2 separate regions of the Rattus norvegicus genome follow, and region 1 is linked to region 2. A link is a contact called in public Hi-C data. All regions are on one chromosome and are shown on one strand. Each heading gives the region's core, a stretch centred on a gene start, on an enhancer-like site or on the middle of the called end of the contact. The rest is flanking DNA. Distances are from core to core; before and after follow the strand shown. Region 1 has its middle 39 kb from the start of Ahnak. Region 2 holds the start of Ahnak (AHNAK nucleoprotein).

The links. Hi-C and Micro-C count contacts between places; a contact is called where the count stands out from the background.
Region 1: a contact with region 2 is called in a Hi-C map of psoas muscle, with 1.9 times the contacts expected there. The contact joins the enhancer-like site here to the promoter of Ahnak in region 2. A contact is called at or near these places in 3 of 12 Hi-C or Micro-C datasets (the A7r5 cell line, mammary epithelial cells and psoas muscle).

Annotation. Positions count from the first base shown.
Region 1 is chr1:215,347,837-215,353,753 of GRCr8, reverse strand. It overlaps a transcript of Ahnak not described here. Among named protein-coding and RNA genes, the nearest start is that of Ahnak, 39 kb to the right of the region's middle. Within about 2 kb of position 4,048, at least 31 of the 93 cell types and tissues checked have an H3K27ac peak or open chromatin away from gene starts, as enhancers often do. A contact at or near this core is called in the A7r5 cell line, where this site is marked.
Region 2 is chr1:215,307,555-215,313,192 of GRCr8, reverse strand. It overlaps Ahnak (AHNAK nucleoprotein), which reads right to left and starts at 1,839. Exons shown (of 5, transcript NM_001398671.1): 1 at 1,693-1,839.

The DNA.
Region 1 (5,917 bases), core at 2,799-5,298, 38 kb before region 2:
GCACGCGCGCACGCACGTGCACACACACACATACACACACACACACACATACACACTTTATTTTGGAGGGTTGTCTTAGTATTTCTATTACTGCAACGAAACACCATGACCAAAAAGCAGGCTGGGAGGAAAGAGTTTATTTGGCTTACACTTCCATATCACTGTTCATCATTGAAGGAAGTCAGGACAGGAACTCAAACAGGGAAGGAACCTGGAGGCAGGAGCTGGTTCGAGGCCATGGGGTGCTGCTTACTGTCTTGCTCTCATGGCTCGGCTTGCTCAGCCTTTCTTATAGAACCCAGGGCCACCAGCCCAGGGATGGCACCACCCACAATGGCCTGGGCCCTCCCCACGTTGATCACTAGTTAAGAAAATGCCTAACAGCTGGGTCTCATGAAGGCTTTTCTCAACTGAGGCTCCTTCCTCTCCGATTGTGTCTACCTATCACTTGTGTGAAATTGACACACAAAACCAGCCAGTACAGATGGGTTGTTATGTTTTACATAGTTTTTTTGACGAATGTGGGTTTTTTACCTGCATGCCTGGAGCCCTCTGAGGCCAAAAGAAAGCATCAGGTCCCCTGGCATTACAGATGGCCGTGAACCACCATGTGGGTTCTGGGGACTGAACCTGGGTTCTCATTCTCTCTCTCTCTCTCTCTCTCTCTCTCTCTCTCTCTCTCTCTCTCTCTCTCTCTCTCTCTCTCTCTCTCCAGCCCCTATTCTATTTGGAGACAAGGTTGCTTCATTGCTCAGCTGGTCTTAAACTCTTGGGCTCGAGTGATCTTCCTATCTTAGCCTTCCTATAGGAGGCACCACCGATCCACACCACCAGTCTAGCTTTTTTGGGTAGGGAGAGGGAGTTGAATTAAGGTCTCACTATGTAGCTCTAGCTTTCCTAGAACTTATGATGTATACAAGACTGACCTCAAACTCAGAGATCTGCCTGCCTCTGCCTCGTCAGTGCTGGAATTAAAGGCGTGAGCCACCATCCTGGCTCTCTCTCTCTTTTTTATATATATATATTTTAATAAAAATGAAAACAACTGAAGGGCGGCATAATAGTTGTAGCCACGCTTCACTGACTGAGCCATGAATAACATGCCAGATGCCTGCCTCTTGTTTGGGACCTCACTGACAGAAAACTCTCCCACTCACCCTTCTCCCACAGCAGCTACCAGCAGCCACCATTCTCAGGTTTTAAGATCTTCACTTTCTGTGTCAGGCTCCCACCTGACCTCCTGTCGACCCATGTATCCTTCTGAAAGCTGGGATGGTGCAGACCTGAGGAGTGTCACCGACAGTCTGCAGACCGTGCATTCCTGACTGCAGCTGAATTCACACTTTAACAGTTCAAGGGAAGCAGCTGGCCTGCAGAAACCTCGACCATAACTCAGAGAAGAAGAATAAAAAACAAAACAAAAACAGCTCTGGTGTTCGGTGTTCGCTTTCTGTTTGCTTGTATTTGTTCTCATCCCTGACTTTAGGAAAAAGCCTCTGAGACTCCCAGCAAGGGATAGAAGGAAAACAGGTGTCCCTGCTGCTGATGGGAAGTGTATGCAGCGATAAGATAGCGGCGGTGGCTCACAGAGTTTCTGCCATGTGCTGGGTGCCACATGCCAGGTGCTGGCGTTATGCCAGAGATACAATAATAAGAAGGAACACAGGGCTGGAGAGATGGCTCAGTGGTTAAGAGCACCGACTGCTCTTCCAGAGGTCCTGAGTTCAAATCCCAGCAACCACATGGTGGCTCACAACCATCCGTAATGGGATCTGATGTCCCCTTCTGGTGTGTCTGAAGACAGTTACAGTGTACTCATATACAAAATAAATAAATAAATCTTTAAAAAAAAAAAGAAGGAACACAGCATCCCTCCCTCACAGGATCAACAATCTAATGGGGAAGAGAGACCGACAAGCCATCAGTCGCTGTTATCCGAACATAAGTAGCACTAAACCCAGGAAACTAGAGGAATGAGAGCACAGAAGAGGGCTGGAGAGGTGGCTCAGTGGTTAAGAGCACTGGCTGCTCTTCCAGAGGTCCTGAGTTCAATTCCCAGCAACCACATGGTGGCTCACAGCCATCTGTAATGGGATCTGATGCCCTCTTCTGGTGTCTGAAGAATTGTACTCACATACATAAAGTAGATAAATAAATAAACCTTTTAAAAAGGGCTGGAGAGATGGCTCAGCGGTTAAGAGCACCCTACTGCTCTTTCAGAGGTCCTGAGTTCAATTCCCAGCAACCACATGGTGGCTCACAGCCATCTGTAAAGAGATCCGATGCCCTCTTCTGGTGTATCTGAAGACAGCTACAGTGTACTTATATATAATAAATGAATAAATCTTTAAAAGAGAGAGAGAGAGAGAGAGAGAGAGAGAGAGAGAGAGAGAGAGAGAGAGAGCACAGAAGAATCGGGAAAGAGAAAGGAGTCAGGGCACACTGAAACCCAAGGGCAAGAAAAGAGAGGGCTGCATCCAAGCCAGAGGGCTGCTGGGAAAAGCTGAATGTGGCTGGCAAGGCCAATCAGAAAACTCTCGGAAACTGACAATCACTGAAGTAAACAGTAGAGGGGGGGCCTGGGAGTCAAGGTTCCCTGGGTATGGTTAGGTATGGACAAACTGGGTTACCTCCACACGCTTCCCTCTCTGTGTGAACCAACAGTCAGGCTGGCCCACCACAGCATTCTCATCCAGTTTTTTGTTTTGTTTTGTTTTGTTTTCTGTCTTGGTTTTTGAGACAGGGTATCCAGGGTAGCTCTGGCTGTCTTGGAACTTGCTGTTTGGATCAGGCGGCCCTCAAACTCTCAGAGATCAACTGACCTCTGCCTCCCAATTCAATGCCCTGGGATTAAAGGTATGTGTCACCCTACCCCACAAAGATTGTTTTTAAGTGGGTATGTGTGTATCTGTGTGAGTTCACAGATGACACCACACGAGTTCAGATACCCAAGGAGGCCAGAAGAGAGGGTCCGCTCCCCTGGAGCTGGAGTTGCAAATGGATGTCAGCTACCCAACATGGGGGTTGGGAATCAAACTTTGGTCCTCTCCCAAGGAACAGGAGTCACTCTCAACCACTGAGCCATCTTTCCAGCCAGCCCACCTGCATCCAACTTTTAAATCTTTCTAACAAATATTAAGCAAGTGCTAGTAAATACACTCCAAATTCAACCCATTGTCAGGGCACAGTGAATAAAAGACAAGTCACAACCCCCATGTTTTTTCCTGTACTCATTCCTGTGACCAACAAAACTTATCAAAGGTTTCCCATGATTATGTAACAAGAACATGACAAGCGACACAGGATCCAACCATTTCCCCTCTGGAAACAACGAAGGGGAGGGAGTGTCTGCAGAACATGCAGTACAGGGCTTTGTACCTGGGACACTGGCAAGGGTTGGAATGGCCATCCAGGGGCAAGAGCCTGGCTAATCCAAAGCACTTATTTCCTTCTGATAATCAGTAATCTGTAATTTCCCACTTCTGGGGGTAGTAATTACTCCAAACAAAGAACAGTAACCAAAAACAGTATTTAAAGGGAGTGGCTTTTCTCCCTCCAGAAGAGATCTGTGGCTCGATTAAAGAAAAAAACAAAAACCTTAGCTCAAAACTCGTCTATTAGATTCAACAGGAATAATACTTTGAAGGAAAATATGGTATGCAAACAGAAAAAAAAGTGAAAGCCTACCCACGCCAGACCCCCACCCCCTAGCCGGGCTCCACCCCCTACCAGGCTCCACCCCCTACCAGGCTCCACCCCCTACCAGGCTCCACCCCCTACTAGGGCCCCATCCCTTACAGGGCTCCACCTTCCGGCAGTGAATTTGCCCTACCTGACCCACCTTACTCCTACAGCTGAAATTCCTAGAATTTATTTTCTAGGAATTTAGACAATTCAAATCGGCTGCCTTTGCTCTCTCACCTGACATCCCTATCTGCCTGAAGGGCCCACTTGAAATTCAAGTGGTGAGCCAAACTCGCCGGCTTACAAATAGAAAATGCGCTGTCATTCTTCTCCCTTGACTTTTCACATTCCAGCCCTCCCCACTGCCTGCCTGCCTGCCAGAGCCAGGGGAACAGAGCCACGGCTGCCTGGCAGCTATGTACCCTGGGAGAGACTGCACACACAGGAAAAAACACACAGAGCAGGCTACACTGCATGGGTGAAAAAAATCAAAGCCTTCCACTTTGGGTGGACAGGAGTAGCGACCTTTAATCTAAAGAAAGCTCTTTCCTCGGTAGGGCAACCAGTGCCCATACTGCAGGCCAGTGTGACTACAGCTCAGTAATGAGGGCTGTCAGACTCCAGGAGATGGATGGACGGGCCTTAAATAGTCACCTATCAATGGGAGAATGACCTTGAACTTCAGAGTCTCCTGCCTCGACCTCCTGTGTTTTGGGGTTTCAGCCAGGTTTATGATAACGGCAAGCCCCGGACTTTATGCATGCTACATTCCCAGTCCACACACAAGTCTTATTTTTATTATAATTTGTGTGTATTTGTATGTGTGTGCATGTTTATGCATGTGCACATGTGTGCGGGTCCAAGTCTATGCCCATGAATGTGAAAGCCAGAGCCAAAGTCATTTATCTTTCTCTATCATTCTCTTCTTCTCTTCAGACCTTCTTCTCGAGATCTGGTCTTCACTTGACCTCAATCACCAATGGGCTAGACTGTCAGACCAGAGAGCTCTGGGAGTCCTCCATCCTCACCCCCCCCCCCCAATGATAGGGTTACAGACCAGAACACCATGCCCACCTTTTACCTCAATTCTGGACACCAGCACTCAAGTCCTCATGCATGAGCAGCAAGAGCTTAAATACCGAACCATCTCCCCAGCCCTCTATTAAATAGCAACATTCAAAAGTGCACACACCTAAGATGTTGTCACGTACAAGCTCATCTCTTCAGCAAAGTCTGGATGAAGGAGAGAGCTGGGGCTAATGCTGCATTTTAGAAATTAAGGTCCCACCAAGTAAGTCCTAGAGGCAACACATAGAGTGTGGACCACATACCACAGCTGCCAGCTGGTCTCTGCTGGTCTTTTTCTGTGATTGCCCAGTCTGTTTCAGCCCATTACTTCTCAGCGGTTGGACCTAAATAGATGAAAATCTGCCTAGGAACTGTGACAGAACTGGGATTAGTTCCAGGATTGGCCGGGTGGCTAAAAGGGGCTGCAGTTAACCCCCAAAGACTGGGCTCCCTTGTTCCCTGGGCACTAACAGCCGGGATTGGTGAATTGGGGGGGAGGGGAAGGGGCGGGGATGTCCAATCATTTGGTTTGGGGTCAGAGCAAAAATTTTGCCTCGATGTCACAGTGCTCTGATTTTCTTAGAGTACATTTATTTGGGGCATCCAGAAAGGCAGGGCTCAAGCCCTCCGAAGCCACCCTTTGGGGCTATGAACATGGTAAGGAATAAAGCCAACGTTTTGCACGTACTAGACCGTTGAGTCACACCCCAACCTCTCTTCCTTTTTTCTGGTCTTCCTCCTCCACACCCTTTACGTTTCTCTGGCTCATCCAAATCATCCTGGCTCTGACTAATCCACTTTTGCCAGGCTTCCCCTCGGATTTTGACTTGTTTCCTTGTAAACTCTGATCTGTGACTGAAGAGCTCTAAGTGTCCTGAGTTCTTACCCTCAGGCTTGGAACCAGTGGTGGGTGGAACTGCCCCATCCCACTCAGGGAGCGTGGAAATCATGGATCATACTGCAGGCTGTTGGCTGCTTCTCAAACTGGCGTCCAGCAGGCATGGCAGGTGAGAGGCACACGGGGAAACAGCACCCTTGGGAGCAAGTCTCTCCTACTCCTAATCCCTGTGTGGAAGCCCCTCACATTCCCAGGCCCTCCCTTCTAAGGAGTCTCAACCTCCTAGGTCTCAGATTGACCAGAGCAGTGTTTGCAGACAGTCAACCT
Region 2 (5,638 bases), core at 590-3,089:
GGGAGTCCAGCGGTTTTCTGGGAACAGAAATAGACCTCTGGGTCCTTTTTCTCCAGGGAATTCCAGGTCAATCTCCAAGGACCCCCGATTACCACTAGAGGAAGCTTTTCCCATCCACAGAACGGGGACGTTGAGAATAATACAAGCACCCGGAGCACCGCGTGTCCTCAGAGACAGCCTAGGGCCACACCCTGCCAAACCAGAGTGACAACCCAGACATCATGCGCACAATCTTCTGTGGTCACACTGTGCAGAAGTGACAGAGCGCACAGGCAAGCACACCACACACACACACACACACACACACACACACACACACACACACGCACGCACACCAGGGACACTACGTGGTCAGGACTCCATTTGACTTATAGCATATCCCCGGGGTTCCCCCTAAGAGTCTTCCAGTGCTCATCGCCATGTACAGCTAGCCCTGCTGCCAACCCAGAGCCACCAAGGTTCTGTGTCCCCCAGACCCGTCCTGGCATTACAAGAGGCTCCGGCCAGAGGAGGCCCAGGCTCCCGCACTCTGCACATCCCCTCCCTGCATGGGAAAGCCTTACATAACACAGCTCTCTGCACACACCCTAAGCACGCTGCCTTTCCAACTCCACAGTAGGATCTTGCCCCCCGCCCTCTCCGCTGGCGTGCACTGCAAAAGTGGAGGGTTCCAAAGAGAGCAGTGAAGTCCTTCACCTACGCCCAGCGCTCCGGCCCCACCGCCTACACACGGCCCCTTTCCCCCCTCCCCTCTGCCCCTCACCCCCCTACCCCGAATTCTGGTTTGAATTAGTCACCGGCTCCAACCACTACATTCCTCAGGCTGCTGGAATCCAGCCAGGCGCTGGGGCGGGGGCCATCCCGCCCGGACGAGTTTGGGAGTGGGGTGGGGTGGGGAGAAAGCACCGCCCCTAGAAGGAGCAAGGGAGGTTCTGGGGACTAAGTCGATTGCACAGCCCCCTCCCCGCCCACCCCAGCGCAGGAATCTCCCTAATTATGTCCCCCACCCCCCACTCCCACCCATCCCACAGGGAGGCACGCTGCAAACTTCCAGGCTCCGACGCCCTGGAGAAAGAAGAGAGTTTTCTGGATCTGGAAACACAGAGGGGCAAGACTAGGGCGGGGCAGCTGAAGGGGAGCTGTTGAAGTCGCCGCTAGGAGCCAGAAAGGGAGAGGCTAGTGGTACAGAACAGGGTGGGGCCGAGGGGATTCCGGACGCGAAGTTCGAGATGGAGTCGTGGGGAGCCGCGAAAGACAGCAGAGGGGGCACGCGGTGCAGGGGCGTGGGAGGGGCGGTGGGGAATCTTGGAAAACTTCCTCAGTAAACATGGAATAGGAACCCAGTAGCGCTCTGAGCCACCGCCCCAAAGAGAGGGAGGTGGGTCAGGGACCACCAGACCAGGATGGCCTGCAGTGCAATTGGGACGACAATCCACCCGCGGAAAAAACCTAAGAACACTTGGAAGCGATGTTCTAACTTAGTTAAACTTGGCTCCAACTCTGGAGAAAGAGCTTTACTCCCGAAGCGTGACGCGTCGCCTGCCCCGGCGGCCGTAGGCGGCCGGGTTTGCTCCAAACTGTTGGAACTCTCGCAGTGACACTAGCGCAAATGCACCTCGTCCGAGTCCCTCTCTCCCCTGATCGCCCATACCCTGGTCCCACACCTCGATGCCCAGCGCTTCGCTTCCCTACCTGTGGGCTCAGCCCCAGGACGCAGCCATTGCCGGCGAAGGGCCCGAGGTCGTAGTGCTGTGACTGCTGGCGACAGCGAGTCCCAGTCGGGACGGGTCTGGCAGGGCGGACAGTGCAGTCCCCGCGGCAGAGCTGCTCCGAGTGGCCGGGCCCCCGCGCGCGGAGGCGGCTCTTGTAGGTCGGGCGGGTCTGCCCGGAGCTATGGGGAGAGGGCGGGGCCGGGCGGGGCCCGAACAGGGCTGGGACCTGAGAGTGAGACCAACACTGAAGCCACCCTGGAATGGGCTGGTGAAGGAAGAACGTTGAGGGGGCTCAGGGACTAGGAGGCGTTGCCTTTTCCCCCTCCTCTATCCCATATACTGCTCCTGTCCCGGGTTTGGATCTTCCCACTTCATTTTAAACAGTGTATATGTCTTCACTGGCAAGAAATTCCTGGAAGCACGCAGGGGCAGAGGCTCACCCTCACAGTTGGAATCCAGCATCAACCTATTCTGCAGGACAGCCAAGAAGTTCAGATGATTCAACCTCGACCTCCAGCCTCCACACAGACCTTTGAGCTTTCTCTCAAGCTCAGATACATTAGTCCCAGGCCCCAGCCTGCTCTCCGTCCCTAAGCTTCTTGCAGCCTCGCCCATTTCTCGCCTTCCGGCTCTCTCTTCTACAAAACACACTGACTCTAAGACTTAGATCCGACCCCTAGGAATGGAGTCTGCTCTTCATTTCATCGACACCAGTCGGGCCTGCAGCCATTGTACGAGCCATGGGACTGCTCACCCCATTTCTGTAAACCCTGCCCCCCACCCCGTGCCTTTTGGGTGTTTTGTTTGGGGGAAGAAGCACAGACTGTGTAACACCGGCGATTCTGGAACTGGAACCGGCTAGAACCTGATAGCCTTACAGATTCGCCTGCCTCTGCCTCCCTGGGATGCAAGGCAGGAACCACTATGCCCCAGTGAGCTTGAGGAACCCAACATCCAGCTTTTTCTTTGCCTCCCAGTCCTTCTGCCCCTCACAGTTCCTCCCCCATATTCCCATTTGTAAGTGCTCAGCTCCCGATTTACAGCCATTTCCCACAGCCACTTCTAACTATATGTGGATTTTATTAAATGTTTAATGATGGGGTGCAGAGATCTTCTGGCTACATCCCCCCTCCACACCTCCCTTTTTCTTCTTCCCTATGAGTTCTACCCTCCCTGGCAGGTGGCTACCCAACTGCCCACTCCAGTTTCCCTTCCTTCCCAAACGCCCCAAGAGACCTCAAGCTGGAGAACTGAGACCTTGGCCTGAGGCAGGAGCACCTTCGCTCCAAGATCATGAGTGGGCTGGGGCTGAGACCAGCCCTGCCCTGTCCTCTGAAATGGCAAACATGTTTACAGGCTAAAAATATCAGCCAAGTCTGCTGCCAGCCCTGGGGGCTGTGTCCAGGTCCAGTTACCACACAGGGTACAGGCGATGGGGGGAGGGAGACCACAGAAGGGAGAGATAGAGAACAGCCCTGTATATAATGGACGCACCAGGGTGGAGAAATGTAGGTAGAAATTCAGACAGGCATGGACGTGTAAGGACAGGCAAAGCAGAGACTTGGTTACTAACATTCGTTTCTCTCCTCTCTCTCTCTCTCTCTCTCTCTCTCTCTCTCTCTCTCTCTCTCTCTCTCTCTCTCTCTCTCCCCAACCCACTAAACATCACAAACACACTGTCAATAGGCCCCAAATCCACTCCTTTCCCCGCACTCACTAGAGTGAACTCTTTTTTTTTTTTTTTTTTTTTTTTTTTTGGTTCTTTTTTTTTCCAGAGCTGGGGACCGAACCCAGGGCCTTTCGCTTCCTAGGTAAGCGCTCTACCACTGAGCTAAATCCCCAGCCCCTAGAGTGAACTCTTAGTGAGTTCCAGGCCACCCAGAGATATGAAGTAAGGATCAGGCTTTTCAAAAAAATAAAACTCAAGAGCCAGTTGTGGTTTTTTTGTTTCTCCTTCTTTAATTTAGTGTGCATGATCATGTGGAGGTCAAGGAACAACTTGTGGGAGTCTGTTCTCTGCTTGCACTGTGATCAAAAAGGTCATGAGGCTTGGTGGCAGGTACCTGAACAGGGTGAGTCATCTCCTAGCCCTCGATCATGATTTACTGAAGCAGGGTCTTACAATGTAGCCCAGGCTGTTCTGGAACTCACAGTGTAAGTTTGGTTGTCCTCAAATGTACAATAATTCTGCCTTAGCCTCTCAAATGCTGAGATTACAAGTGTTTACCAGGTCGAGACATTTTATTTCATTCTTTTTAGATGTGTATTTACTGAGATCATACATTTACTGAGTCAGGAATAGTGGTACATACCTTTAATCTTAGCACTCAAGAGGTAATGACTGGCAAATTCTGCGTATGAGGCCAGCCTGGGCTACATAGTAAGACCCTGTCTACATATAAATAGCATTTTTTTCACCTCTTAAACATAGACCAAGAATTAGGGGCTGGAGAGATGGCTCAGTGGTTAAGAGCACTGACTGCTCTTCCAGATGTCCTGAGTTCAATTCCCAGCAACCACATGGTGGCTCACAACCATCTGTAATGAGATCTGGTGCCCTCTTCTGGTGTGTCTGAAGACAGCTACAGTATTTATATCTAATAAATAAATCTTTAAACATAGACCAAGAATAAAATGAAGTACTCTGCATCCTACTAGTCAGGTAATCCCTGTTGGTTGACATTCAATCAATGGCTCCATGATGGTCAAGGGCATTTGTTAGGTGTTTTGTATATGAGTTCTAGGAATCAAATCCAAAGTCTCTTACATGAGAAATGAACACTGTACAATTGAGCTTCATCCTAGTCCTTGAAATTTAAGCACCATAGAGAGGCAGAACCTTAAAAAGTAAACTTCTGCCTGTTGTGGTTGTCACTCTGAGGTTGTCTGACTGAGACCCCTAGGAGTCAGGATCATCTGTGACCTTGGCTACATAGAGTTCAAAGTAAACCTGGACTACATAATAGCTTGTCTCCAAAAGTGTAAATGTCTTCCTTTTTCTCTACCCAGACTCTCCTGCCCCAAAGTTACCAGTTAATTACCAACAGATTGTTAATTTTGAAAAGTCTTCAACTAGATGGTAGCAGGGCACGCCTTTAATAACAGGAGGCAGAGGCAGGAGGATCTCTGAGTTTGAGGCCAGTCTGGTCTACAGAGTGAGTCCAGGACAGCCAAGGCTACACAGAGAAACCCTTGGGGGGCTGTCTTCATTTTATTCCTTGAAAGAAAAAGTTCCCTGATGAATGTTCAAATGAAAATTGATTTGTCCCTAGGTTTTCAGGAAGGTGGCTATGATGTGATGTGATGGCTGCCACAGGAGAGACACAAGAACAATGAAGGGATGTGGGCACTGGGCACCTCAACTTTGCTGCACAATGCATCTCCAAAAGGAAGAGCTTCCTGAACTCTGAGCCAATTGTATCTGCCTCAGTGTTTGTTCTGGCCACCCTCTTGGTCAACAGGGAAGAAGGCAGGAGGGCAAGGCTGGCTTTTGGAACTGTTATACAGGGATTACTGTCCAGACGCTTCATTCAAGGTTAAGGTTGCCAAGTTAAGGTTGTCAGGGCATAGTTCTGGGAACTGGCTCCTGTCCCATTCTAGGCTAAGGGAATAGAAGGGATAGCCTCCATCCTTAAAACCCTTAAAGATCATGATCATGCAATTGGAACCACACCTGAAGTTTTCTAGTTAGCCCAGAGGAAGGGGCTGTTTTCATGTTTTCAGACAGGTGTGATGACAGTTCTATGTCTGTAAATCTGAATGCTCGGTGGAGTGAAGCAGGGGGATCACCGAGTTCCAGGCCAGCCTAGATTATATAGTTCTATGCCAGCCTGGGCTACAGAGTGAGACCTTTGTCTCAAAGAATCACACACAACAATTTTTCAGTGTTTTGAGTGGAAATGCTAGCCCCACTGCCAGCCCATGCC